2 separate regions of the Gossypium arboreum genome follow, and region 2 is linked to region 1. Evidence: chromatin contacts called from public Hi-C data. All regions are on one chromosome and are shown on one strand. Each heading gives the region's core, a stretch centred on a gene start, on an enhancer-like site or on the middle of the called end of the contact. The rest is flanking DNA. Distances are from core to core; before and after follow the strand shown.

Evidence for each region. Hi-C and Micro-C count contacts between places; a contact is called where the count stands out from the background.
Region 2: a contact with region 1 is called in a Hi-C map of leaf, with 1.9 times the contacts expected there. The contact joins the promoter of LOC108457192 here to the promoter of LOC108484053 in region 1. A contact is called at or near these places in 2 of 5 Hi-C or Micro-C datasets (both in leaf).

Annotation. Positions count from the first base shown.
Region 1 is chr6:37,154,625-37,160,739 of ASM2569848v2, forward strand. It overlaps LOC108484053 (auxin response factor 3-like), which reads right to left and starts at 2,936. Exons shown (of 9, transcript XM_053030158.1): 1 at 1,921-2,936; 2 at 1,414-1,470; 3 at 960-1,130; 4 at 736-820; 5 at 503-593; 6 at 268-432. The coding sequence starts at 2,217.
Region 2 is chr6:37,642,535-37,648,649 of ASM2569848v2, forward strand. It overlaps LOC108457192, which reads left to right and starts at 2,211. Exons shown (of 8, transcript XM_017756102.2): 1 at 2,211-2,678; 2 at 2,752-2,955; 3 at 3,111-3,605; 4 at 3,729-3,839; 5 at 4,339-4,524; 6 at 5,516-5,746. The coding sequence starts at 2,274. It overlaps LOC108457193 (transcription elongation factor 1 homolog), which reads right to left and starts at 2,107. Exons shown (of 5, transcript XM_017756105.2): 1 at 1,965-2,107; 2 at 1,421-1,543; 3 at 1,126-1,196; 4 at 980-1,001; 5 at 540-876. The coding sequence starts at 1,533. The coding sequence ends at 759.

The DNA of each region.
Region 1 (6,115 bases), core at 1,686-4,185:
AAATGCGAGCCCCATGAGCCACTTCAAGGTTTAGACCAAGTTTTTATGAGCATATCAAAGTACACATAAGCTGCATAAAAATATAAGCAATAAATTTAATAAATTTAAACATAGTATATGTATCATTCTCTCATTTCAAATCCTTTTACCTCCACAAGGCCAGAGCATAGCACAAAAAGGAAAAAGAATCTAAAAGTTCACTTGGAAGTTTCAAATTGCGTCCTCAGAATATAGCTTGTAAAGTATCTAAATAGGGCAGTGGCATACCTTGGATTGTAGTAAATGCTGAATACACTTTTCATAGAAATAGCATGAACCACATCTGCAAAATTGCTGCAATTCAACTGCTGGCTGCAAGATGATGGAAAAGAAGAGCCATCTTTAATTTGAGCAGCTCTTCGGATTCCAAGCCTCAGTTCTCCACCTTCACCCCTGCCATGGACACCATATAAGAACTCCTGTAGGATATTAGTTAGAACTTCACATAGGGAATATTTGTAACCTCAGAAAAAGCACCGCATCTCCAGAGACAAGCTTCTTCTTATTTACAAATGCACTCCATCCGGAAGTCAGCAAATGTCTCCGTGGTTGACCTACTCAAACCAAAACTATATTTAACAGCAAATAGAGAAATGAACAGCTAATCAAGGCTCTGACCTACATGCCTTTGTTCTGAGAATGGAAATCCATAATGTGGAACTTTGCGTTAAAATGCACCCGATAACTAGTGCATACCCCTATAGATGTGTCGAAATCTCCATTCAGAACCATGCAGGTCTTTCGCAACAAGCTCTTGTGAGGGCCTTTGCTGATTATAGTCCTACAATACCAATCTAGTTAAACTCAAAAAGATACACTGAAGATTGCTTTACAAAAACATAATGAACTGTTGTAAATATACATTGAAATAAGCAATGAAAAGTTAAAGACAATACAAGGAGAAAGTGCAAGAAAATTACCAAGGGAGGAAAGCAGTCCTCGGCAGCTCGACGAGGAACAGAGAAGCCACCATGCGTGCTGGTATCGGAAGCGGTTAGTGTCTTGCAGAACATATGGGGCGTGGTTGACTTGATATTGGTTTCAGTATCCTCCTCTTCACCATCTGCCTCAGTCTTCCCTCCCTCCAACTTCTGCTCAGATTGCTACAAAAGGCATAATTTAGTAATTTACACAAAAAAAATTGAGTTAACAAGAGAAAAATGGCACCTTGAAAATGAAACGAGAAGCAACAAGCACATCAAACCAACAAAATGACACCAAATGTAAGAATTAAGTTCAACTGATCTTTGGACAATATTTCTAATTCAGAATAACGGTATTGCCTATGGACCAAACTGAATATAATTTTCTGTTCATACTACTTTTATAAGCAACCATTAACCAAGCAAAACAAGGAGCTAGAATAAAACCCACCTCCGTTTCAGGAACCAATGAAACTTGGGCGTAAACCTCATCTGTGGCACCCTCAGCCTGCCAACAAGAACAAACATTTCATTGCAAATCCACATTCTAAGAATAACAACTGCACCACTGTCCTTTGTCCCCTATCATTGTCGGGGAAAACAAATCAAGTAAAAAATAAAATCAATTCCAAATACTCGAAACACTCGATTTCACATGATAAAACCAATTTCACAAAGTCAATTCTCTGGAATACTACATCAAATCCAGACGCAATCACCCTCCCTCCCCCCCCCCCCCAAAAAAAAAAATATGGAAGAACCAAACCCATAAAAGCACAAAAAAAAATACGGACTTTAAAGCTCTCCCCTTCGAAATAGTCCTCGAGAATACAAACTCAGAAAAAGGAAAATTTTCCCACAACCCCAAACCTCGACAACGCATTCATTAGACAAAGATAATATATAGAACACACAAGATGGAGTGACAGTTTATAAAACACATGTATAGATAGCTTACATGGAGCTTGACATCAACAACCAGACAAAACACGTGGGGAGGGAGATCATAAGCTGCAGCTACACCGGAAAAATCGGAAACTTGTTCCAAGTGGCCTTGAGGGAAGTACACCACTACATTTCCTCTCTTTGGCAAAGATATAAGTGGACCAGCACACGCATGCCAAAGTTCTAAACAAACAGAAGAACCAGAACCAGGGGCACTTAACACGGAAGCTGAAGATGAAGATGGAGACAAAGAACCAGATAATGGCGTTTCATCGTCTTCCGTAGAGTTCAGATCGATTAATCCCCCCATTGGTATTTAAAAATATAAGCTTAGAAAGAAATGATTTTCCTGGAAAAGGTAAGTAGCGAGATATGAAGAAGAGGGTTTTTCATGACTGCATTTTCAGAGCTTAGAAAGAAATGGGTTTTTGGCATTGCAAAAAGAACAGAGAAATTAAGTCAAGACCTCAAAAAACACAAATTTTTTTTTTTAAAGAGAGGGGTGATGGGTTTTAGTCTATTTTGTCTAACAAATCAAATCAAGCCTCTTTATTACCTTTAATTAATTAGGAAATTACAATTAAAACACACACACACACAAAAAAAAAAAAAACTTCAGTATCTATAATAAATAGATATAGTAAAGGTGTTTGTATATACATATATATTTGGTGGTGGGGTGGTTCTTGACTGCAAGGTAAGCAGTAGCAGTGCTGCATGACTGCAACTACTGCTGCTGCAAATGCTGCCACTGGTGAGAGTGATGTGTGGCAGGAAGGGTGAAAGAAAGAGCTTTTATTAAGTGGGGTTTTAACTTTGTTTTAGAGTTTTAATTGTGTATAATTTTAAAATATAAAAATGAAAGCTGAGTGTGTTGCAGTACGGCTCCCTGTATTTCCGGGCGGATGTCCATTCTGTCACCTTCTACTCGCCCAAATCTCACTCATCTCTATCCCCATTAAACCTCCCTTTTTGAGGTACTTCTTTGGGATAGAATTGCAAATATTTTTAATATTTAAATGTTACAGCTTCAAATAATTAACATTTTAATATTTTGAGATCATAATTATACAGTAACATTAAAGCGATAAACTTTTTCCAACTTCAAACTATAAATCATGGATTTGTCCAACTTGCCAAGTTGCAATAACCATATATTTATATATTAATGATAAAGGATTACAGTATCGATCGCCTCTTCTATGATTCTTGCTTGGCCATAAGTATTGACTTTGATGCAGAGTCTTGTAGGCCATTATGGTGGTTTGTTTTCTTGAATAAAAAGCAATGAGAGATGCAGGTAATTATGGCTGACCAATATGGGATTTTGTGTATTAATCATGAAAGGAATTCCCTTCATACGTAGCTATTCTCTGTTATATATATATATATAAAACTAGTCTATGCGTCAATTTAAGACCCAATGTTAAGGTGCAAACATTAAGTTGAAACTTCAATTTTAGGAAATTTAATACAATAATATTAAAAATAATTAATTTTAAAAATAGTGTAAATTCTAAATTAATTATGAAAATAATATATTTATTGTAGTTAAAGGTGGTGTCGCGTCAGGTACAAGGGATACCACCTAAAATATAAATTATTTATTATAAAATAAGTAAATAAAATGGGTTTTGCGTCAGTTAAGGCACCTAAACTTTCCTCATATTTTAATAAAATGTTGATTACCAACAGAGTTAAATGATATTTTTAATTTTTATTTATAATATGATGTATTGTATATAATATTTATATTGGATTTATCATTATTTATATTTTAATATTTGAAATATAGATAATATATTTAAATTAAATTTTATAAATAATTAATATTAATTATTTAAATATATTTAAAATTTATATTTTATATCAAAATATTAATAATGAAATATTTTTATACCTTTACTAAAATATAATAATATTAAAGAAATTAAACTTTATTTTTTAAATATATATTTTATTTCACAATATCGTGTGTAAAATAAAAATTTTATTTCTCTAAAATATTCTTTTACAACAATACTAAACATTTAACTCTTAAATTAAATTTTTAAAAGTATTTTTAAATAAAAAAAAACTTAACCATTAGTCTCTACCCTTAATTGCAAACAAACACGGAAAAAAATTGTAATAGTAGACAAAAACACTGTTGTTAGGCTGCATAACAACTCCAACCAATATAAAATAAATAAATGGTAAATTTGTCCAAATTTTCATATTACGCTTAGATAATTTAATTTAAGGGATAAGTTGTATTGAGATTATACTTTATATTTAAATACAGTAACATGATATGGGATTGTGAGATTATGGGGTACCTAAAATATTTTGAATCCAAACAATACCATTTTATTCGGAATGCATAAAATAAGAAAGAAGCTCTTTAGTTTAAGGCTTAAATGCAAAATCACTTCTCAAACTATACAACTTTTCCTATTTATGTAAAAAAAATTTTTGAGGGGTTAAAAGTAGTATCTAAACTATCAATTTCATCTTTTTCAAACTAAAACACTATGTCAACCAATAAAAACAAGGCATGTGTCATATTTTTATTGGATGTTACACACTTTATAAATAAAATGAGACAATTAAGCCATATTTCAAAAAAAATACTTTAAATACATAAGTGAAATAAAACCAATATAGTTCAAGCTAATTAAGCCTTAGTTTAGTCAATGGTTAACAATTACAATCATATATTAGTCTTTAGGAAAATTATTTGTGTCCAGAAAATTTCATCAAGAATGTCTAGAGAATTTGGTTTTGGGCACTTGAAATCTGAAGTTCACCCTTGTAGTGTTTTAAAATAAAATTTGAATTTTTTTTTCTCTCATGTAAAGATAATATTATCTCATATAAAGATGTATTTATTATGCTCCCCTTCCCAATGAACAAACTCAACACTGATTGACCAACTTATTTCTTCTCTATCTAAACCTAATTTTATTACTTTTCACAATTCTAATATAAATTGTATAATTTTCCATTTGAATATCCTTCTTAAAGGTGTTCATGGCGGATCGAATTGGGTTCAGATCGGGCTCAACTAAAAATTTAAGCTCATTCATTGGGTTTGGATTGGACCGGGCCTAAAATTTTGTCAAAGTCTGACTCAAATAAAAATTCTAAAACCTTTGGCCCGGCCCGTCATTTCAGTATTAATTTTATATTATTTTTAAATATATGTAATACATCAAAATACTAAAAATCAATATAAATATTTCTCAACAAATTGAAAATAAAATTTAAAAAATATGTAAACTTAAATAGCACTAAGATAGATGCAACTTAACAAGCAAATACTTCTAAAATAATAACAAAATTAACAAATGCCTTTAAAATAATAATAAATTTAATAATAAAATAAGTTTTATACAATATCTAAATAATAACAATAAAATTGTAGCAACATAATAGTAATATGGTAGCAAAATAAGGAGAAAACAATAATAAAATAACATTAAAAAAAAGTAGATTTTTTTGACATTTAGTCAATTCGGGTAGGGTCGGTCCGGGCCACGCTAGGGCCAAAAATACCTTACCCGAGGCCCAGTCCGTTTTTTAAACGGGCCTTATTTTTTTGTCCAAGCCTATTTTTTAGGCCTATATTTTTACTCAAACCCTCCCACATTTTGAATGAGCCTTCGGGCCGGGCCGGGTAACCCGACTCATGAGCAGGTCTAATCCTCATCATTCATCTTTCTTTTTCTTCTTTTTTTTCTTCCTCTTGATCTTATTTCTATATAAACCCAAGTATGTTTCTCTCCACGTTACTGAATGTCATAAGATTTACAAAATTATTTGACAAATATGAAACCATTTTTTCCGTTCAATAATTTTCAAAAGATATTTTTCTGAACCAAATAGCTATAAGCATTAACACTTTTAAAATGATGCATTTTGAAATTCTTTGCAATTTTAATTTTTCTCATCTTAAAAAAATAAGTATAGCATCTCAAAATTTTTTATTTGGCACTTGGCGCTACACCAATGTTGGATAAGTGAATTTGTAGGAAAATTTGGAGAACAAGTTATAAAAGGGATTATTCAAAGAATAATGTGATTTTGGATATGAGAATTAATGGAAAGAAATTTCAGAAAGAAAAATAAGGTACAAGCACCAAATTGCAGATTTTGAAAATATTAGAGATTAAATTGCTTATTTGACCAAAATGGGAAAAATTGAATATTTTAAAAATAGAAACATA
Region 2 (6,115 bases), core at 961-3,460, 490 kb after region 1:
ATTATATGATTCTCTTTTTCTTTTCTCTCTTAGTTTTGCTTTCCCAGAATTCATCACAAAAATTCAGATCTACCTAACTTATTTGTAGCTTTCATTACTATTTTTCTATTTTATTCACCACCAATCGAATACCCACCTACAATGACCCGTGAATTAACTCAATCAAAGTTTCTCTTCAATTTACTGCAAATTTCTCTCTTGATGATGTGTTGAATGATTTTTGTTCTTACCAATTCTTTTCTTTTCCCTTTTGATTTTGGGTTAAAATGGAAATAATAGAATAATATCTATTTTGAGTTGCTTAGAATAGCTATTCAGATGATGAAGTAAAAAGATGACTATTCAGGAACTTTGAGGAATAGTAGTCCTGTAATGAGCTATACTGCTGAATAGCATTCAGCCAACCAAACTAACGTCCTGTAGCACTTAGGATGGACATGGAACCGGTCGGCTATTACAGCCAACCAAACAAGCTGTTAATCTTTTAGCTCTTCGATGATAACACCGGATAGCTTTGCGTAAAACCATGTGCAGCATCATTCATATTAGGATCACGTAATTGCATTAAATCAACATAACAACACAAAACGAGTATCTGATAGCCATTTGACGAAGTTCTTGCTTAGCATACAATGGATCATTTAGGCTATTCATACCATAAGATGCTGTAAGATATGCATACTTGCACACCAACTACTCCCCACAGAAAACTAACATAATTACAGCCTTGGTAAGTACTAAAACATCCATCGCTACTGCTAGTCCCATTCAGATGTCGAAACCCGTTTTCTAGGCACATAACCTTCATCCTGATCCCCATCGTCCTCTTCTTCAAGGTTGTTAACACGTTCACATTCATCAATCCATTCACTGTATCTGAGAAGTCACAAGAATATAAGCAAGAGAGTGAGGTAAAGACTAAACTCCACACTGATAGGCGACGGAGCAAACACTAAAAATCACATTGATATGCACTTACATGTCTATTGGTTCAGTCAAAGCTGCAAATACATAAACAAAGAAACATGGATGAGTCAATAAAAAGGCAGCCAACTTAGCTTTCATCACAACTTGCAAAATATTTGAAGTTCTTTACCAGCCACAAGGTATTGGTATCATAAGTACCTGTTATAACAGTGCTAAAGCTTTCCTGGCATATTCTGCAAGAGGCTTCGCCAATCAAGTTCTTCATATCACTGGAACAGAAAAGCAAAATATATTTTCTCGTAAATTCTTATGATACAAACGCCATTGACATAATACAACTTTTTCCTTTTATCTTTCATCAAAAACAAAAATGGATAACAATGTTTACCCATTGAAAGTTGAAAAAGAAGCATTGTACCAAAATTATCTCAGTTATTAGGTCACAATATGGGCACAATTTCTCAAAAAACAAGCATAAGAAGTTTGTACTTACAGGCGGCACTCAACACTGGTTCCATGGTTACAAAAGGGGCAGCTGAACACAGTGTCAAGCTTATCCATCCGCTTCTTAGGAGCAGGCTTTGCTCTTGATTTCCTCTTTCCCATACTTCAATTCCTTCAACATTTCAAATTACAAGTAAAATAAGCATAAAATTTCTGAAATTACAAAGTTTTTTTTAAAAAGTTCTCAAAGAATACCAGATTCTTCAATTCAAACCCTAACTAATTATTTTAGACATTCTTCCTTCGGGAAAAAAATATTTAGTTTAAGCGGTAAAACACAATATTTTTTCCCCTCAAATTTCTCAAAAAGCATTTAAATTCGTTCTTCGATTTTCTTTTCTTCTTAAGGTTATGCAATATTAGAAAAAAAAGAATTAGGCAAATTTCAAAGGCTAATCAATCCGGCCGACAAAACATCCACCAAATTAATCTAAGCGAGAAGAAAAAGAATAAATTTTTATTTAGAAAAAAAATGCTAACGAATATAACTCGAATCTCATCGATAAAGAATCAAGTAGAATAATTGAACTTACAAAAGGACGATCTCGATAATCGTAAGGAGCGAAAACCCTAACTTTTCGATGCGTTTCCAAGCAGAGGTAGTAGAAGAATGAAGAGAGGGATTTAGATTTTCTAATTTATAGAGTTAAATGCACGGCTGTTTAAACGACACCGTTTTCTTGAAAACAGTTGTCCAGACCCTACAACCTATTTAGCCCAATGTCAACCCACGTGTCCATCTAGCTAACATGCGCCTGCCCTCAACGTTCAAAACTAAAAATTAAAGGAAAAAAAAGTAAAAACCCTTCTAAAATCCCTAAAACCCTCTGCTTTCATCATCAATGGCTTTCACTCATTCACTTTCCCGTCCATTTTCCATCCAATTCCCCTCTCATTCCCCCCAAAAGTTCACTTCTTTCCCCAAGCTACCCTTCCGCAACCCCAAGATTCCCTTCCTTATCCTCTCCCGTTCTTCTCCTAAGTCGGCTCCATCCACCGAACAGGAAGCCCTAAAATTCATAGCGGACTCCGATGGAACCACGCTCCCTTGTGTTCGAACCTACGAAAACGACCTCGCTCGCCTCACACTCGTTGGGGCCGTTAGCTTCGATCAGGCTTTGACGGCTGCTGCTGCTGATGGAGGCCGAGCCGCCACCGAGCACGTCGACTCCGGTATCCCCGCTATGGTTATTGAAACCGTTTTCCCAGGTCCAACCGCTAAAAGCGCCACCGTTTCTACACGATTGGTTCGTTCATTCCCGTCCTTTATCAAAATAGGAAATTAGCCGTTAAATATTTATCTAATTTTTTTGGGAACAGTTTTTGCCGGCTAGGAAAGTTAAAGAAAAAGCTCAAAAGCTGAAAAAGTCATTTTCTGAAGATATTTTTGCCGGAACATCATCAAAAAACATACTGGCTATGACTTTTAGGCAAGTGGTTATGCAAAAGATTTGGAGTTTCGAACTGGTTTTGTTTCGACCTGGAACTGAAAGAGATATGGAAGATCTTGAAAATCCAAGAGAGGTTAGATAACCACTGGTATTTCATTTTTGTGGATTCTGTTCAAGTTTGTTATCTGTATGTCGGATTTTTCCGTGTAATGCCATAATTAATGTTTTTTCTGCAGGTTCCACTTGATACTGATAGGTTCGGTTCTCTTGTTATGCATTTACTAACAGCAGGTTCCGGCCTCTTTCACTCTCCGGTCATCAGAAGAAAGGGTTATCTCTGTGCTCGGTGAAGTAGTTTGCATCTCAGCTTTACAAAGCACTGAAAAACATTTCCTGGAAAATTTATTGGGAAAAACTCCCTCAAACTTCTTTCGCTGGTTTCGGAAATCAAAAGGGATTGTATCAAAAGATTCATCTGTTGTTTTACATAAAGTGTTTGAAGATGAGATTGTTGAAAATGCCAGGAATCTTCTTGAAAGTTTTAATTCCAGTAAAGAGAGTTTCAATGCTATGGATCTGAGGCAGAAAAACTATTGGTGGACTCATCCTTTGCAGTCTAAGCTGGAAAAGAATGGTGGTCATGAGTTTAGTGCTTGGACAAGTGAGTATATACCTGCCTATCGGCTGGAAATAGATGCAAATACACTTAAGGATGTAAAGTTTGAAGGATGGAGAGAATCTAACGGGAGTAGGTGGCAAGTTCTTTTGACACACTCCCAAATGGTACTTTATTCTTTCCCTTTGGTGTTTCATCTTTTTCTTTATATATTGTATTTAGCTTATTACTGTGCATTATTTCGCAGATACTATCCTTCTCTTTTGATGCTAGCTTATAAAAATTTGTAGGTTGGATTGGCTGATATATTAGATATGTACTATGAAGATGTTTACACACTGCCCAAGAAACAACTACACAGTGGCATGGTTGCCAATTACAACAGCTTGACCAAAGCAAAGGTATCAAAATGCATATTGATTGTTAAAATTTGAAGCTTTATTGTTGTTTGGTTTTATCATACTTTTGTTTGCGCATTGGCTGATCTCTGCATGTTAGATGTTTAGAAATTTTAAGATAGGAGGTGACTGTAAATAATTTGTAATTTAATAAATCAGTTAAGCAAATATTAAACAAGTTTTAATGCTTTTTATTGTGGAAGTATGTGTAAGATTATTGATAATGCTTGGAGAAGTGTTAAACCCAGTACTGGATAGACATATCAAGGATGTTTGAAACTATCTCTTGGAGAATATTCAATAGTAATTGTTAGAATTCCATGAACTCTTTGCTATATTTGACTAATTTGAAATTTTTTTGTTTTCTTCTCTTATTTTGTGGTCTTTTTCTTTTCAAGGTGTTTAGCCTTTTATGAACTTGAAGGATCTGGCTGATAAAAGTATTGGTATTTGAATTGAATCAAGTTCTTAGTCTTTGTCTAATTGTTTCAATTTCTTACAGAGGAACTCTTCTTTCTTGAAAGTAATATCTTCCATCATTGCAAGTGGAATTCTTCTCATTACCATCAGTAGTATCAGTCTATTTAGTTTTCCTTATCTAGGCAGAGGAGGGAAGTACCTTGGAAAATCTCGGTCTCCATCATCAATTATTGAGTCTACAACAATTCAATCTGTAGATGCTGAAAAGGTGGGAATACACTGGTTTCTTTGTGGCTTTGTACTAATTCAGTTTCAGTAATATCTGTGTATTTATTATTGTATCCATGCTCTGTTAATGCTAGTATTAGAATAGGCAAACTGGTTTTCCCTAGGAATTTTCTATGCTATTTGTCCTTGTGGTGTTGCATGTATTTTCTTTGCTGCCAAAGATTCATGTGATTTAGGAATTTGATATATAACTCTAGAGCACCATTTATAGACTGAAGAGGAATCTTGTTGAAGAAATATTAGCAACAAGAAGAAAAAGTATTTGTAGCTAAACAAACTTAACCATCAGAGGAGAAACTTGGAGGAAGAGTAACTGCCATAAAGAGAAAGTTTTAAGACAACCATCAGGGCACATCCCGTTTCTTGTTCTGCTTGCTGATTAGTTTGCACTTTTGCGACAACAATGCCTAACCAAGCTCAGATGGCCAGGAGCAATGCTTATTTCCTGAAAATTTTTATTTCTCAAGATTTAATCCACATCCCATCCATGACCTAGAGCTCTTTGGCAAACACAATGTTCTTGAAAATTATTTCCAACTCTCTCAAAAATGTTATACTTCCATTTCTTACTGTTGATTCTTCTAGCAAAGAGGGAACTTGCTAGCTTCTTCAGAGACCCATATACTGTTCAAGGAGCACCTGAACAGCTGAACCATTCTAGGACTGTGCCTGTACATTAATATGCGATGTTTGAGCTTGTGTGGTACATCCCTGTTTAATAAGTTAAGAGAATGGACTAAGTTTGGATTAAGAGTAAATTTAAAACTTGCTGGTGGCTTGATTGTATATAATATGGTCACAATGCATTCAAGTGAACATCCCTAGCAATTTAGAGGCTAATGTTTGAAACCTTTAATCGTAGTTCCTTTTTGAAGTTCTGTTCTCTTTTATCTTTTCTGGTTTATTATTATTTTTTATTAATTTAAAAAGTTGCTTTTATTTATCAACTGATCTTGATTGAGTATTGGTAGTTGGAGACATTTTGTGTACTGGTAATCCAAAAGATTAAGGATGCTTTTGGCTGGCCTGGTGAAATAGCAACAGAAACCAATATTGGTGCCTGGATTGGTGAAATACCAAGCTGTCTAAAAGCACCTCATCAAGCTAATTCTAATAGTGAGGACAATTCAACTAGTTTTGCTGATGTGGAGAAAATGGATGCTGATATAAAATCATCTGTCCAGGATATTGCTGGTTATCAGGTAAACTCCTTGGTTTAGATTTTGCTTTTATGTTTTGTCTGCTTTTTACCTATATTAGTTTAGCTAAGCCTTCTTTCTAGCTATATACTAGGTGTCAGAAAGAAAAGAGGGAGAAAAGTGAAGTGGGAGCAAACTTAAGTTGATTTTAGTTCTTGACACGCTTAATCTGGTGTCTATTTAAATTGATTTAGCTGGCAACTATAACAGCAAAATTGGTTGCAATCCTGGATTTGAATCTCAATTAAAGTGTTTTCACATGGTTCGGTACTTGTTAGAGTATAAATATGATCAGAAATTTAAAGGAATCAAGCTTGCCGTGGCAGTGAAGCCTATATTTCTAATTTGATTGCGTCTCCCTTTGGTTGGTAT